2 separate regions of the Mus musculus genome follow, and region 2 is linked to region 1. The links are chromatin contacts, called in public Hi-C maps. All regions are on one chromosome and are shown on one strand. The core of a region is the stretch at or near the end of the contact, and the rest is flanking DNA. Distances in the headings are between cores, read along the strand shown. Region 1 has its middle 17 kb from the start of Gm28178. Region 2 holds the start of Nemp2 (nuclear envelope integral membrane protein 2).

Region 1 (3,410 bases), core at 631-3,130:
CCCCTTAACAAATGTTCAATTCTCCACACCATCTCAATGTTGGCTTCCTGGGGAGTTCAGCCTATAAAAATGCTGATTATGATCCACTAAACTGATTTCATAATCCATTAATCATAACTGATTTCATAATCAACAGCTAGAAAACACTGGCCTAAGGGTCTGCTGTCTGAGGAACAGAGCTTTGATTGTCAAGGGAGAAAGCAAAGATCATGGGGCCATCTCCAGTTCAGCTTCCTGCCTGGCCCCTGGTACACCCCCATACCTTCCCTTCTGTCAGCAGCTACTGTTTACTTCATTTTTCCTATGGCTTCCTATGAATAAACCACTACATCCTGGGGCAGGCTCCTGGTTTTCTGTGTTTGGGGCATAAAAAAGTTGTGTATTCTTACATACGCTTTCAACTGATCTCAGACTTTAAGTCGGTATTTCACTCCCCTTGGTTTCAAAAGAGATAGCTAAATCCTGACCGCAGTTACTCTACAGTGAAATGTCTTATTCATATCTAGGCTTCAGCTCGTATTTACAGTGGGACTATTAACCCCTCCATTCTCTTCCAACAAACATGTCAGTTCACTTTTTTTTTTTTTTTTTTTTTTTTTTGGCTGTTGTTATTGTAACAAAATATCTGGGTAGCACATGAAGAAAGAGGTTTACTCACCTGTCAAACAAGGACCCAATCACCTTCTGCTAATCTCAACCGAGAGGCTCAGTTGCTTCCTATCAGGGCTACACTGATGACTACAGAGTTTGAACTCTCAGGAGACACAAACAGAGCACAGCGTGGTAACCAAAGGCTCTCATTTGCTCACACTGCTCTGCTGGCCTAGCCAGAAGACAGACATTCTTATGTTCACTCTGCCATATTTTGTTGGAAGTTAGCTTCTTGGAACCTGGTGGTAGTCATACCAGCACAGTGGCTAAGAAGTGAGACACTTGCTTTTTGCTTTTGCATCTTTTTATATGGGGACTTGTGGTGAAGAGCTTTGCTTTCTATAACGATACAAAGTTAAACATACAAAGAAGTGCTTAAAAAGTTCCAAGGAGCCAAGAAGACTTTCAAGTTTAAGGATAATACAGAGAAATGCTAAAGTGCACAGAAGCAGATCAAATTGTAGAAATTCAAGCAAAGAATGTGAGACAGGTGGACAGAGATGATTAAAACTGGCCCCACCACTGAGGGCTGAGAGGTCTGGCCCAGATAGAAATCCTTTTCCCAGTTCCCTGTCCAGCATATTGTAGATCTAACATTCTCAATTGTTAGAGATAGAAGAAGAGCAGAAATGGCCGCTGCTTCTCCCAGAAGAATTCACATCAATTATGAATGATAAAGCAAAGCAGCAAACACAAAGCAACCCACCACTCCTTAAAATCCAGATTTGGCTTGCATCTCTTCTTAAAGAGGAGGTGAGTTACAATAGAATTGCTTCTGCTCACATCTGTGACATAGAATAGTATCAAGCCCCGGAAAAAATAAAAAGAGTTGCCATGGGGCCTGGGGAGATGGCTCAGAGGATAAAGCTCTGGTCACAAGTGTAAGGACCCAAGTTCAGACCTCCGCACCCACACAGAGCTGATGGCAGTCATGGGGAGCCATCAGGATGTCCAGCCCTGTCCCATGCTGCTGTGAACAGGAGACCCTACCTAAAACAAGGTGGAAGGGAAGGGGACACACTTAAGGTTGTCCTCTGACCTCTGCACATGCGCTGTGGCATCAGTGTAGCAAGACACACAGATATCACACAAATGCACAGCAAAAGAAAGAAACCGTTGCTATGAACCCTTGTACGAGCCGTGAGAACACAAAGGCAGCAGAGACTGGCCTCCCTGCCTTCCCCCAGCCCACGCTCAGCAGATCTCTGGGCGTTGGCAGGGCCTCATGAGTGGGCTGGTCCTCCTTTTTGGTGTTGGCTCTGGACTGCACTGGTCTAATTCACTGCCAATTAATCTTGTCAGGCAGCCTGCTGATGCCAGCTGTAGCTCAAACACCCTCACGGCGAATACCCAGCCCAGTGAGCCTTTGTGTAGCCATCGCTGAAAATGTGAGTAAAAAGTTTTAATTTGGACAAACCCTAGGGCATCTGTTCTTCCTGAAAAAAGAAAAAAGAAAAAAAAAAAAGGTGCAACACTCGGTGTATACATTTTTTTTTTTTTGGTGGAGTTTTTTAAAAATAGAATAATCCAGTTTTGAACACGAGGGAGTTTTGAAAAACCAATTTAAGCATAAATAAGTTCATCAGCTACTCATTGTGCTGTGTAAAGCTTGTGAATTAAAAGAAACATAATGGTCATTAGGAAAAGCATGCCTCCCCCTCCCCCCCATTAGTAGTGTGCGTTGTTTGCTGAGCAGTGGGAGTGTGAATATTTGTACCTGTGTGAAGGAGAGGAGCGCGTAGGTTTGTGGGAAGTGGGTGCGGGTCACCGAGTCAGCGGGCGTGGGCGGAGGCTGGGCGCTGAGTCAGAGGGAGGAGGAGGGCAGGTATGTGTGGGCGGCTGGAGACAGCAGCCACAGCTTTGCATGCGAATGTCTCAAGGAAACAGTCCAAGCATTTTTAAAAAGCCTTAGAAAACTGGGAGTCAAAACTGAAGCAGAGTCCAGCTGACCAGGCTGCTTTACCGATGGATGATCTAAAGTTTTAAAATTATTACTTAAGTTATTTCTGGTCTGTGGCTATTTCTTTTTTTCCGCCTGATAATTGGTGTTGAACATTCCCATGTCTTTTGCAGGGCACTTTTTCTGCCTGTCCTCTCTTGTAAAAGTGACCTCAGAGTTGCCTTTGTGCACAAGTAGGACCCGGGCAGAGCCAGGGATGAGTGGAAGATGAGCTTAGAGTTTCCATCCAAAATAATCCTTAATGCCCTAAAGAGATAGTGTCACTGTTCTAACCTTATATGGGATTTTAAAATCTACTGCATTCAAGCCTGAAATGGCATGGTAACATGAGGCAGACAGGGAGCCATGGTTCATGGAGATAAACTGCCACATGCTGCCTACTGATTTAGGCATGGAGAGAGAACGTAGAAGGACTTGGCTATGGAGTGGGAGTCTGTACAATTAATCAAAAGCAAACGTGGGTGGGACATGGCGCTACCCAGCTGTGATCCCAGCACTGGGAAAGCAGAGGCAGGGGGATCAGGTTAAAGACTGTCTCAGTTTATAGGAAGTTTGAGGCTAACCTGGGGTACGGAAGACCCCATCTTACCACAACCAACAACAACCAAGTTCAGAAAGGGATAAATGCAAGGGTATTGGTCTTTGCCAACAGCGCCCTGCTGAGGTAGGAAGAGTATGGGAACTTCGGGGGCAGAAGTTGAGTAACTGAACGAATGGAGACATGAGGTGCTTGTGTGCCTGATTACAGAACAGAAAGCCCCGCACTGGCACTACTGTTCTTATCTGTGGACAGGTGGGA
Region 2 (3,410 bases), core at 654-3,153, 33 kb after region 1:
CAAAGAAAGATCTGGAGTAAAAGTATGTCTTCCCACTTCAAATGATGAAAAGAAAAATTCCTCAAAGGTGTACACAGCCATTTGAGTTTAAATTAATTCCAGATGTAGTCAAGTTGATGACCAAAAATAGCCACCATACCTAAGGATATTAAATATTTATTGACCATTTGTATTTTTACCTTTGAAAACAACCTATTCAATTCATCTACCAATTTAGTAATTAGATGGTTTAATTTTGTTTTGTTTTGTTTTGTTTTTTGATCAGCGCTGCAAACATATGTCTCTGCTTGTTCTCTATCTATTGAAGACAGCTTTAAGAAAGTACATTAGTCATTTGGTGATATGTTTCTTTCAGTTGCTTTCCTTAGCATTATCCCAAATTAACCAAACCAGTTTGAACAGAATTGGAGCAAAAAGTTGCTTTGCAAGAGGCATACCAAGGGGATCCAGGGAAAAAAAATGATAAAGGACAGATTCCAATAATGAAGGTTTATTTTTAAAAATCAGCCCCTAATAATTTCCTTAAAAAAAAAAACTCTGAGCTTTTACAGCCACATACTAGGTATACACATATACGGGGCATTTGGTGAAAGCCTCCTTTAGATAACTCAGAGACATTCTTTCCTATTTAGACCATTAAAAAAAATTGAAGCTGAGTTATTAAAAAAAAAAGATTTCTATTATATCGAGCTTAGTGCTGTTAGTGGAAGACTGGAATTAGAGAAAAGAACACAACTTCTTACTCTAGCTTTGTGTGTGTGGTGGGGCAGGGATGGGGATCAGAGGAAGGTTAAATTAGGTCTCATGTAGCCAGACTAGCCTTGGATCCCCTATGCCACTTAGGCTCACCTTACCCATCATTAACTCTGTTTCTCAAATGGTGGGATTACAGTCCACTACCACCACACTCTTCTGCCCTACTTCAAGTATGAAATAGTAAGTCACACTGAAAGGTTTCCAGAGACCAAAGAAGGCTTGCTCTTAACACAGAATTATCCTGATCATCAATAAACCATAGGGCTCAGAAACTGTGAGTCTCTTTCTAGGACAGACTATTCTCTTGTGGTTGGTGGTGGCTTTCTCTGCTCCCCAGAGTGGTTTACTGTGCAGCATTCCAGTTTCTTGGAGTCTTCTGTCTCAATAGGCTGACTTTAGAGAGCTATCATCTCTGCCAGGTTGGTTATGTTTAGAACACTCACTATATCTTTGAATTTTTAAAAATACAATCTCATTTTTAAAAGAAGGCTTATTTTTTAATTTAAGTGTATGGGTGTTTAGCTTGTGTGTATGTCTGTGTACCATATGTCTGCAGAATTCAGAAGAGGGCAGTTGATTCCATGAAACTGTAGTTACATATGTTTGGGGCTGCTGCCATGTGCACGCTGGGAAACATGGGTTCTCTGGAAGAGCGATAAGTGTTCCTAAGCACTGGACCATCTCTCCAGCCTCCAGATCTCTATTAAAGTAACACTTTATTAATAGTGAACTTATATAACCCTTTTGGGTTTTTTTTTTTTTTTTGAAAGATACTGTGTTCATGAGCTTAGACACAAATTATTTAAGCACCAAATTTCTCAACTTGTTGCTTAAAAAAAAAAAAAGGAAGAGGTGAAAGGAGGGACAAACAAACAAACAAGTCAGGCTTTTGTCTAAGTGGGGCTTGCTGGTCTTATTTCTGAGAGGGTGCATGTGAAGAGCCTGCCTTTCTGAGTGGCCCGCACCAGTGCTCTGAGAACCCTGCGCGGGGCTCCGGCGTGTTTTAAACTGCCCGCCAACTCTGCAAGCTGGCCCAGGAGCAAGAATCGGGAAGGCAGGTGATCGCCCCCTGGAGGCCACTGGGAGAGCCGCTCGGCGGACCGCGGAAGGGCGGGGCCGCAGCCGGCTCCGCCCCTGCAATCCCCTCCCTCCGCTTTCCCGCTCTTGGTCCGCTGCGCCACTTCCGCCGCTCTGGCCGCGATGCTGCCTAGGTTGTGGTGGCTGGTGCTCTGGCTGCAGCCCCTGGCTACACTGCCAGCGAGCGCGGTGCACGACGAGGAGGCAGCGATGTCAGGTAACCCCGGCTCCGGGCGGGGGGGCCTCCTTTCGGCGCCGCAGGGTCACGCGCGGCCGCGGCCAGGCCCCGCCCCTGTCTGCGGGCATCGGATACTTCAGTGTTTTGGTTTGTTCAGGATCACACCGCTGGACAACCGCACAGCTGGCCCTTTGTCTGCAGTTTATGTCTGAAACCTTATTTTATCTGTCTTCAGAAATCTCAGGAAACTCAAGGCTAGAGAAGGATAGAAGCTTCAGAAAGGAACCGAAATTCTGTTTCTGATTGGCTGCTGTGACCTGGGTAGCTGGTCATATGCAAAATACTGCTGATGCTCCAGCATTGAACCAGGTGCACAGGAAGTCTCAGTGAGCTACTCAGACTGTTTGGGGTGCTTAAGATTCTGGCTCAGAAAGCTGTAGCAGCAAAACGCAGTCTCCACGAGTTTAACATTTATTTCTACCATTCACTACATCCTTCAAAAGATTGCTTGTTTGTATTCTTCATTACATGGTCACTTACAGACTCAAGGGAGGCTGTCAAGATACAGACTTTCAATTGGATAATATTCCGACACCGACAAAGTTAGTAGGGTGTCTAAGACTGAAAGAGAGAATGGATGTTCAGTAAGCAGTTATTAGCTTCTGTCACACCTTGTGCCCATACTGGTATCTTGCAGTGAGTTACACCTTAGGGGACGGTCTGTGGTCAGCTTTTCATTGAACAGGAATGTGTTAATTAACTATTTTGTGCTATGCAGGGCTGATTTGCTCTAACTGCATTGTCTTATACTGATTATTCATATATGCCCATTTTACATGCTAGAGAACAAAGAATTGGTAGTAAATATAATAGGTACTTGTGAAAATATAAAACAGTTTGAGGAGGAGGGCTCCTGGGCGTGGCAGCAGAGGGGTAGAAGTAGTTATATAGATTCAGAATCTTGGGCTCTAGTGCAGTTGTTGATTTAACCTGTAGGTGTCGTATTCTCCAGGGCACACAGGTATTATTTCTGCTCCTTTTATTTGCTTCAAGGAACTCAGTTTTTCAAGTTTTGCTGCTGTATGGGTCACCATATAGCCCTAGCAGATCTGGAGATTTTTACATAGACCAGGCTGGCCTTGGCTGTACAACATTCCTGCCTCTACCTCCCAGGTGAAGGGTTTTCAGAGCTGTACTGTTGCGCCTAGCTTAATAGTCCTCAGTTGTGTTAAAGACGCATGTAAATGTTCACCAGGACTTTCTTTCTGAGAAGTGTAAGATACCCAGGAGATGATAAAATTCCAGTTCACAGCTGAAAAGAAAATGGCAACTTCTGTCTTGCCATTCCAGATATTCCTTACGTTCACATAGGAGGGGATCACTGTCCTGCAGTGTTGAG

Evidence for each region. A called contact is a pair of places that touch in the nucleus more often than the background predicts.
Region 2: a Hi-C map of Sertoli cells shows a contact between it and region 1, with 3 times the contacts expected there. The contact joins the promoter of Nemp2 here to the enhancer-like site in region 1. A contact is called at or near these places in 1 of 39 promoter capture datasets (hippocampal neurons), 3 of 15 datasets of contacts at CTCF or cohesin (CD8 T cells, the G1E-ER4 cell line and pro-B cells), 18 of 484 Hi-C or Micro-C datasets (CD4 T cells, CD8 T cells, the G1E-ER4 cell line and 13 more), 6 of 115 datasets of contacts at active chromatin or transcription factors (the HPC-7 cell line, embryonic stem cells, memory CD8 T cells and 1 more) and 2 of 9 other capture datasets (adipose tissue and pancreatic islet).

What each region holds. Positions count from the first base shown.
Region 1 is chr1:52,595,566-52,598,975 of GRCm38.p6, forward strand. It overlaps a transcript of Nemp2 not described here. Among named protein-coding and RNA genes, the nearest start is that of Gm28178, 17 kb to the left of the region's middle. Within about 2 kb of position 1,881, at least 161 of the 459 cell types and tissues checked have an H3K27ac peak or open chromatin away from gene starts, as enhancers often do. A contact at or near this core is called in CD8 T cells, the G1E-ER4 cell line, the HPC-7 cell line and 12 more, where this site is marked.
Region 2 is chr1:52,628,802-52,632,211 of GRCm38.p6, forward strand. It overlaps Nemp2 (nuclear envelope integral membrane protein 2), which reads left to right and starts at 1,904. Exons shown (of 9, transcript NM_001142647.1): 1 at 1,904-2,050. The coding sequence starts at 1,957.